Regions from separate parts of the Mus musculus genome. Here region 1 is linked to region 2. Evidence: chromatin contacts called from public Micro-C data. All regions are on one chromosome and are shown on one strand. Each heading gives the region's core, a stretch centred on a gene start, on an enhancer-like site or on the middle of the called end of the contact. The rest is flanking DNA. Distances are from core to core; before and after follow the strand shown.

Region 1 (4,701 bases), core at 249-2,748, 130 kb before region 2:
GAGAAAGATGACCACAAAGGTCATGCAACTACTGTGAGGTCCCACAGCCAAGAAGCAGCCCAGCCCAGATTCAGACAAAATATGATCTGGGTCATCGCCTTCTTTTAGAAAATGTGGCTATTCAATCTTGACAAACTGACAAAATAGTTGAAATAAAAACCCAACACACACACACACACTGGAATAATAGAAAGTAAGATTTTAAGAAATTTACCCTTAAGATACCGGAGTGTTAAATTGAGCCTAGGATCACATCTTCTACACTGTGATCCTCTCAGAGGATGGCTATTGACCTTCTAATCTAGAACAGCCTCCTCTGGCTGCGGGTGGGATGCTCTCCGGAGCTCACACCTGTGTCCTCTAACTTACCTATGACTGCTACCTCTAGCCTAGGCTTTCAGAAGCCTGGAGAAAGACTCCCTAGCTCCAAGTAGACCTCCAAGGAAGAACCACAGCTCTCAGAATGACTTCATTTCCCTTCACCAGCCAAGTGAATTCAAGAGTGTAGAATCAACCCCCTGACACTTGGAGGTCTGTGGGAAGAGCAGGATGCAAGACATTGTTAAAAAGGATTAGCAAGCAAATGAATGAATGAACAGTGAAGGAGAGTGTGAGGGTGCCAAGTCCTCAGGCCCCGAGGAAAAAAGTTTTCTCCTGCAAGCATATATTGCACTAACAACAAATGGTATAACTTACAGCCCTGTAGACCAGAGGAATCTCTTAGGACAAGGATTTGTTTACGCACAGTTTTATATCTAGCACTTTAAGAAAATTCATGATTGGTGGGAACATTCTGGAACAGAGTTGTGACTCCAGCGGGCTACTCCCTTGGGGCTTATCACCAGGTGAATATGTAGGGTTTTGAGATTGTTTTAATGTAACCAGTCCATCAACACCCAAGGACTTAAAACTTGCTATAAGCCAGACACTAAGAGCACCACGAAGAACCAGGTGGCCCTCCGTTATTAAACTGTACAGAGACAGCAATGCAAGCTGACACTTTTAATAGAGTGTTTCAAAATGGAAAATTACAGGATGCCATGGGAACCTGAAAGAGGGAGCCTGGTAGGAGACAGTCACGGGGGGGGGGGGGGGGATGAGACACATTTCAAGGACTGACTTAGAACATCTGGAGATGAACAATGTATTTAAGTGCATGGAGACTTACAGAAAGACAGGAGCTATACATCCACCCATGCATCCACCTACCCACCACCCAAGCATCGTCACACACCTACCCATCCAGAAAAAAAAATGTTCAGTTCCCCCACATGCTAAGATATTCACAAGGCAATCAAGCTCTCTTGGACCCTTTGTCAGTCTACTTGGCCCATTTACCACAGTTACTGCTGGTGTTCTTGCTCATGTGGTCCTCAGTAACCTCATGCAGCTGTCACAATGAGCTGTCGGAGATGCTAACTTAAACAAGGCACTGCTGTTCCCAATCCTTTCAACCATTCCCTTGCACCCTTGGGGGAGATGACTCATAGAGCGCTGATACTCAGCTGTGCCAATCTCATCCTGGAGGCATCTCCTTGTCATCTTTCTCTAACCTCACACCACATCCACTCCCAACCTGCCTTCAAAATGGAAAGCACCCAACTCCAGACTGCATTGCCTCCAGTGTCTAACTCCCACTTTGGCCTGACTCCGATCTGTCACTTTGCCCTGACAGTTGCTTTTTCCTACCTGCAGGAAAATAATTTTGGCCCTGGCAGGGGTCAAGGGTCCTAAGGCCCCTTCTTACTCCCTATCTTCTATAGGTAAATGGGAGGGTTCTGTGCTGTATGTTTTCCCACATCTTTTCACCTTCATATTTTAAATTTGGGAAGGCACACAGAAGGGAACATTTGTCATTTTAGTACTCTACCAACTGAACCACATCCCCAACCCCACTTCATCTGATCGCAAGTTCAGCAGCATCAATACTGCCCAGCTGTCTGCAGACCTTTTCCTCTTCCCTGAACCTCAGTATCCCTTTGAGCAATAGCTTCTCAGTCTCAAGTCCCCGGGAGCCATCCATCTAGGCTATACCTTTGATGTGAATAATGCACCTGGGAGGATTAGACAAGCTCACTCTCAGTTTTGCCTAGCTGAACCTGAACTGTGTCTCTCCAGACATGTGGATAAACGATTTGCATGTATGATATCTCCCTTCTTTAGTACTTTGGAATTTACAAAGAAGATTGACACAAACTTTGTCACTTGACTCTCAAGTGACTTCAAAGAGTAAAGTTTTCACAGACTATCCATTATACAAAATTCTTGCATCCAGGGGTATTTTTTTTTTGAATTTAGAAGTATCTGCCTATACATACAGAAATATCTTGGCAAGGAGATCCAAGTCTAAGCACGGGTCTCTTTCTTTTGTCCCATTCACTCTATATCTCCATAGGCAGATAAAGTGGGTAACTATGTATAGTAGCTTTAGTGTTCATTTATAGTAACTTCATTTTGCCATGACTAGTCCACTGAGATATAAAATTATCACTTTTATCATCTGGTGGCATTTCAGAATTTGGAGAACCTTGGATGAAGGATGTTCGTTTAATTTTTTTGCCCTATTTTATAAAACAATACTAAAAAGCTGCCTTGAATTTCCAGGATTAATAGATGTCTACTCAAGAACCTACCTACCTCTGGCCTTCCCTTCAACCAATAGACTCAGGTCTCTCCACAGACAGACTTATCTCACTATAACCAGACATGGCCAATGTGAGCTTCTGAACTTGGGTTCCTAAAACCCAGGAGGAGAAGGAAGAAACATGGAAGAGCAAGCAGGGTTTGCTATTGGAATTAATTCTGGGTATCCCTGGAACTTCCAAAGGGGATAGATAATACCCATTTGCTGCCCCCGACAGACACCTAAACACCTCCAAGATATCTGCTGCAATGAAGACTCTAAATGAAGGAGGTTCATGAGCCAAGAGCTAGAAATAGGAAGAAACATACAAATCCAAGTCACCTGCTCTGGAGTCAGAATTCTCTACTGTGCTATTCTGCACAATGCTAAGATTGGGTTCAAGATGGAGAGAATGAAGAAGGGGAAGAGAAAGGAATAGCATGATATGAATGGAAGATCTGTCCATGCTTAGTCAGAAAACAGAAGATTTTTCCACTGGTATTGTGAAGAGGACTCCCCATTTTCCAATAGGCCATTGCTATGACTGCAATCATGATACATACATATTGTTCTCAATCCCTAGGCAGTAAAAAACCCATTTTGGTCACTATCCTTGTGTCCTACCTAACTGCATTTAAGACAAGAGGAAAATTGCTTGAATGGCATAGCTTGAGAATCATAACCTTCTAGAAGGAATTGCAATCTGTGGTCCCATGCAATCACTTACATTCCCTCATTAATATATGCTTAGTGAGTATTTGTTATGTCTAAAGAACAATGTTGATTGCTAAGATTAAGTGTTGAGGAAAAAAGATATGTATAAATTTTAGTGTTTTGCTAATTTTGTCTCTTTAATTCAGTCTAGGATCCCAACCCACGGAATGATGTCCACTTTTAAGGCAGGTCCTGACATCTCATAATCTAACCCTGATAGACCCTCTCAGGTGTGCTCAGAGCTTCTCTCTTCAGTGGTTTTAGTTGCTGACAATCCATATTAATCATCACAGTCACCCAAAGCCACATTGCTGGGGACTAAAGCTAGGAGATGTTCCTAGCCCCCAAGTATCATGAAAATCACTTCTCTTGACAGCTCCTTAGATTTTCTCCAGAAGAAGCTATTCCCAAAGAATTTCCCCAAGACATGTCATCTGCACTGACTCTGTCCCCTAGGTTAAGGCCCTATGATGCAACAACTCATTGGACTGACAGAGATGATTATATACTGCTTTGTTCTTATAGCAGGCCTGCCCTGGAAATGGCAATGTGCTAGGGCAGTTCCTGCTACAGGCACAACATATATCCTCCTCCATTCCTTGCACAACACTCTAAATGAGACAAGATCTAGTGCCTGATTTGACAAATGGGGAAGGTGAACCACAGAGAGCACTGCATGCTACATTGCAGTGTATTCCCCAATCATCATGCTCAGCTAAAGCCTTAGACAGAGATGTTATTTGCAAATAGAGTCTTTCCAGATACAAGTTGTTAAAGCCATGTCATGTTAGATAGAGTATGGCAGTCCACAGGTCCAGTGGTTGATGTCATTAGTGAAGGCTCTGGATAGACAGTGGCAGGAATTGAGGTGAGGTATACATAAGCTGAGAAAGACCAAGGACTGACAGCAACACTCACAAGTTTGAAAAGACCTCTCCCCTTGGCTCTTTCCAAGAGAGCCTGGCTCAGCAGCCATTTAATTTCCAGCTTCTGGCTCCAGAACTGTGAAAGAATCATTGCTTTAAGCTACTAAGTTCAGGGTCACTAGTTAAACACAGAAACCACAAAACACCAACACACCCATGTTGCCTAAACTTACAGAGCTCAAAAGTGTTGGAGCCCTGAGGAGTTCTGGGTCATCTGGCTCTTGGTTCATCCCTTCAAGCCACAAGCAGCTAGTATGAAAATTAAAAGGATAAGTTGAGTAGAGCACTTGGCCCTGCACAAATACAGTGTAAGCACTGCACACATGCTGACTTTAGTAGCCTCTAATAATGTGGAAACTCCCTAGTGTCTAATTTTAAGGGGGAAAGAGCATGATTCAAAATTGAATATGGGTGGTAATCTCAAGAGTCACATGACAC
Region 2 (5,326 bases), core at 2,757-5,256:
GAAACAAAATATACTAATTACCGTTGTGGCACCAAGTGAAGGCTCACAGCCTTCATGGCGAGAACAGGAAGCTAGGCAGATGGAGGAGGAAAATGGAAGCATTGTGAGCACAGCAGAGCAGGGACACACAAAGAGCTAAGATGGCTATTTTCAGTCCTTGGGTGATTTTATAAACTTTGTATCATAGATTCTAGAGGGAACATGTAGATGGGAGACCTGGAGTTGGCTCAGTCCTGCCTTTGGTTTATAGGCCACCCACCGTGAGCTGTGAGGACCTATTCATCCACACTATACGCATACAGATGCTGTGTGGCTGAAACCACTACTCAGATTATGGTCCATCAAACATATCTGCTTCTCAAGGTTTTAGTCCACAGTTGGTTGACCCCAGCGCAGACCTGAGGCAATGACATTTCCGGAAGATGCTTGTGGTTATATGTAAGGAGCAAGGGCGCAGCTGAGCATGCTGCTATGCACCCAAACAGCCCCTATCCTCCAACAAAGAAAGATCTGACCCAAAATGGCAGTAGTACCAAGGTCAAGAACCCATGCTCTTCACTGTGCATGTTCCTTCAGGACCAAAATCTCAGCTACCCAGCCAGTCCCCAAGACTTAATCCAAATCCTGAGCACTGCCATCTTCTGCTGTGCTCCTGTGGCTTGTAAGCAATGTGTGAGAGAAAGAATTCTCACCTTCCTGAAATAGCTGTGCATGCTTCACCACTTGCATCGTGTACATTGTCAGAATGTGAACACAAACATACCTGCAAACATGTGTACACATGCAAAGACAACTATGAACATAAATGCAAGCGTGCTTGTGTATACACAAGCATACACACACACACATACACACACACTTCTGCTGGATTCCAGACACAAACCTGACTTCAGTCGCTGGCCTCTGGCTCATGGTAGTGTCAGATACCACTTTGCCCCACTCCAGGCAAAATGACCTCGATACAGACACCTAGGTGGAGGCATCGAGTGCTCTCCATAATTTTACTGACTGATGCTTTTTCCTCCCAGGCTCCATTATTAAGTAAGTGGCGGGCTGAAATGGAAAATGAACCTTTTGCAATTACACACACAGAAGGCAACTGGATAACAGGACCAGCAAAACGCCAATTGTGACAATGGCATAATGGCCCAGACGTGTGGCAGGCCAGTCTGACTCATTAATCCAGCGGCGGCAGTGGGTGTTGTAATGGAGTGAATGGGGCTGGAGGGAAGGCAGAGCAGGGACAGACACCAGCCAGCTGGCAGAACCAACTGAAACAAGCTTACTCAGGAGGGCAGTTGGTGGGAAGGGCTGGATGCAAAGGCAATGTCTCCTCCTTCAGTAGCATATCCTCCACCAGGGACCAGGGAACTCTCCAGAACTTGCAGCATTAAAAAGGGCATTACCAAAAGGAGAGATGGTACTGACGTTTTTTATGTCGATTCCCTGTTTTTGTTTTTTGTTTGGTTGGTTTTTAAAGGAGCATAAAGAGACTGCCGCCTCAGTTCAGGAGCCAAATCAAGTTCCAACTGGCCTTGCTCCCTTCTGCCCTGCATCATCCTACAAGGCGTTCGAGGTTCGGCATGCCTAAGAACACCTGGGCTTTCCCTCCATCCTGTTGTTCACTGTCTGCTCTGTAATTTCTTATTGCTCATTTGGCTCCATATCAAGACTCTTCAGTGAACATACTCCAGTCAAATAAATCCGTCTAAGGGTCCAGGCTTCAGTGGGCAGAAGATAAAGGCCAGTTGGCCTCAGGTCACCTCTTCTGGGTCATGAAGTTTGGATTTATTTGAGATCAGCTAAATGAGCCAATGGAGAAACATCAAAGCTCCAGTAAGTAAGATCTGTTATTGCAAAGTCACTACAGCTTCCAACAGCGAAACCCACCACTGCAACTAGGTTTCTAGAATGTCCTATAGGATAGAGTGACTATGGTGAACAACACTTACTCGGGTAATTCAAAATAGGTCCAAGAGAGGACTCTGAAATGTTAACAACACTCATCAACATGATAAACAATTCAGGCAATAAATATATTAGAACCCTGAATGTATGCATATGGTACACATATGATAAAATTTCACTTTGTACTCACAGATGCAAGCATTTGTTATGTGTCAATTTTATACACACACACATATGCACTTTATAATATAAGGCATTTTTTAAGCCTTTGGCAATCAGAACTGGTCTCTGTCAACAGTACTTTATTCTAGTGTGAGTGAAATACTTTCAACCACATAGAACATGACATTTAAAATATATAATAGAACCATACACCAGACAATTCTTACTTGGCCCCTCTTGGGGGAAAAAAGTGTCTTTGTGCTCTCCACGTTTTTCCCTATTATTTTTCCTCAGATCTAGCCATCCTTCAGGGCATATGTGTTCTAGGCCTCTAACGAGATGATTGCCCCACTCTTAGGGGTCCGTTGAGACCCCTCTGCCTCACCAACCTGCATTATATGAATTGTCTTGAGCACAGTACCACCAAACCCAGACAGCACTTGAGTCAAACATCATAAAATTATTATTTCCTCATTAAGACTGGCTTCCATACAGCCCCGGATAGCCTTGAGTTTGCTTTGTAGCTAAGGATAACCTTGAACTCCCGATCTTCCTAAATGCCGGGATTACACGCATGCATGACCATGCCCTACTTTGAGATGCTAGGGGTCAAGCCCAGGGCTAATGACAGTCCAGTACTCTGTTAACTGAACTGAATTCCCAGCCCACTGAATCAGTCATTTCCTCTGGTATGTAAGAATGAAAATGAGCCATGAGGCTCCATGGTGGCTGAAACATAAATCAGGAAACTTGAGAGGTGACGGCAGCTGCATAAGGTTGGAGTGGTGAAAATAGAAACTGTTCCCACCCAGGAAACACACTGAGAATAGGCCATAGGGAATCCAGGCTCTGGCTCCAGCCATCCTGAGCCCTGCCATATTCCTATCCCCTGTTCTAAACACTGTAGTAAAATAGATCTAAAAAATTCCATTGAGGGGTTTCTTCCTGCCTTTGGCAGCTTATGTTCCCAAATGAAAGATGTGTCACATAGCCGTTTTGTTTTTAAATATGCCTTATGCAGTACTGTAGCTCGGCAACTGCCTACCCTCTATGCTGTTGGTTATGTAAGTGAGGTTGAGGTTTCCTGGACTTGGGACTGTGAGAAAGAGTAATGGGAAGCAAGAAGCCACCACGGGCTAGGAAAAGAACCTGTGAGAGATGAGAAAGGAGATCCACCATGACCTAGGGGCCAAGGTGTCCCAGAGGGCTGCCTGGTTGCAGTTTAGAGGAGTTCAGATGGAGCATAATAAATAGTGACTAATAGTTTAGGATTATCTATAGAAAGGTAGATTCTAACAGCGTGGAGGGTAGGCAGCTGCCAGCTATTGTGTTGCATAAGGCATACTAAAATATAAAGCTTTTGTGTGTGTGTGTGTGTGTGTGTGTGTGTGTGTGTGTGTGTGTGTGTTTATCTGGGAACATAAATGGTCTAAGGTGGGAAGAACACCACCACCACCACCCCCCGTGCCGAGGTTTTTTAAAAATATTTTGTACGACAAGACACTGCCTTCATTTCTTCTCCATCATTTTCTCTCTTGCTTTTTGAACAAACTCCAGTTGGATTCCTTCCACCTGTGCCCCAGCCAAGTATAATTAATTCAATTTGTGAACAGACGTGACTTACATGCGTGCCTCTTTCACCTCTAATTTCAGAGCATCGCCTTTGCAAGTGTGGCCTGCCCAGCCAGCCTCGCTGGAAGGAGTCTTCCCTAGAACAAACTGCAGAGAATCAGTGCTTCCGGGAAGCAATTTGCTCGAATGACTCTTACCCACAGTCAGCCACCAGCAGAAGCTATCTTTTTATCAGCAGGCCTACAGGTAGCCCAGCCAGCAATCCACCCTATCACTGAATGGGAAGATGTTGGCATCAAAGAGATCTGATGAACAGGAATTACCACTCTGCTTCAGGTGAACTTTACATGTGACTAATTGCTTTAAGCCTCCATATCCTGGTCTTTCAAGTGTTGCTAATAATAGGCATGTGCCTTCTAGAACCTGGGGGAAGATCCAAGGCGATGGTGCCTGTGATCTCACTTGGAAGGCCTTCTGGCATACAACAAGCATCACATAAGTGACACCTCACATTGCCAGACAGAAGCTAGTCTTCTAGGTTTCTTAAGCTAATGATCATGTCTGCAAGGTCAGGTTCTCCACATGCCCTCCTCCCAGCTACTGTGTCCCCTTGGACTGTGTATTACAAATATGTTGTTATGGTGTTCCTGCCCCGAGCCTTTTATCCATGCCATTCATTTTGCATAGCCATAGCCACAAAGGGTATATCATCACCATAGGCTTGTGCTGTAGGAATAGAGGGCCACAAAAACCATAAAGGATAATAGAAGCCAAGATTTGTTTCTGGTTGTGTGCTAACCCATCACCCAAGACAATCTTTTCCAAGTCTCCTACTCAGTGCCCAAAACTACAGGAGATCCCAAAGCCCTTACATACTGTTTTTCATATTCATACCAACCTATAAGGAAGCCATGTCTATGAATCAAACCCACTTTGAGCATAACAATTATCACCAATGATAAAATAATTACCATGGTAGTTTATAGCAGAATGTATTTGAACCTTAAGAGTTTCTTACTTCTGAATCTTTTTATTTAGTGTTTTCAAAGTATGGTTGATCAGGGGTAACTGAAATCATAGAGAGAGGAATCACAGATAAGGATGGGTAATAATATGCATTGCAAACTGCAAGTGAGATACGTCTCTGTTCCACATCTCTTCATTCCAGGAGCAATAAGCACCACCTAGGCAGGACAAATTTGACTTGTGGCCGAGAGAAAACACATTTAGAGAACACTTCCAGACATTTTCAGGGGATCATGCAATCACATCCACTTCCACTGGATTACCACATGACTTTTTTTTTTTCAATTTTAAACCTACAGCAGATTGGCTTCGTGGGCACGGAACCCTGGATGGCAGAAGGCTGACTGAACTCTCTCCACATTACCAAATTACCTGCTTCAATACTTCTGATCAAAAAGCTTTTCAACTGGTGGCCATTTCTTCCCCTTGACATTTGTCATTTTCCAGATGGCAGTTTTGATTGTGAGGAAAGAGTAAGGACAATGTTGAAAACCTATAACGCCTCAAACAGCCCCTCTCTGCCAACAGAGAATGAAATGACTCAAAATATCAACAATGCTATGGTCAGTGCTTTGGTTTTCTTTCTGTCACTGTGATAAAATATTGACCAAAACCAACTTAAGGAGGAAAGGGTTTATTTCATCTTAAAGCTTACAAG

The links. Hi-C and Micro-C count contacts between places; a contact is called where the count stands out from the background.
Region 1: a contact with region 2 is called in a Micro-C map of muscle stem cells, with 6 times the contacts expected there. The contact joins the enhancer-like site here to the promoter of 1700012I11Rik in region 2. A contact is called at or near these places in 1 of 15 datasets of contacts at CTCF or cohesin (the NIH/3T3 cell line), 6 of 484 Hi-C or Micro-C datasets (the 3T3-L1 cell line, the C2C12 cell line, CD4 T cells and 3 more) and 1 of 115 datasets of contacts at active chromatin or transcription factors (large pre-B cells).

Annotation. Positions count from the first base shown.
Region 1 is chr15:67,354,783-67,359,483 of GRCm38.p6, reverse strand. The region is part of intron 7 of 1700012I11Rik (RIKEN cDNA 1700012I11 gene); the gene reads right to left. Among named protein-coding and RNA genes, the nearest start is that of 1700012I11Rik, 130 kb to the right of the region's middle. Within about 2 kb of position 1,498, at least 14 of the 459 cell types and tissues checked have an H3K27ac peak or open chromatin away from gene starts, as enhancers often do. A contact at or near this core is called in the C2C12 cell line, muscle stem cells and myocytes, where this site is marked.
Region 2 is chr15:67,225,449-67,230,774 of GRCm38.p6, reverse strand. 1700012I11Rik (RIKEN cDNA 1700012I11 gene) reads right to left here and starts at 4,006. Exons shown (of 9, transcript NR_045140.1): 1 at 3,695-4,006.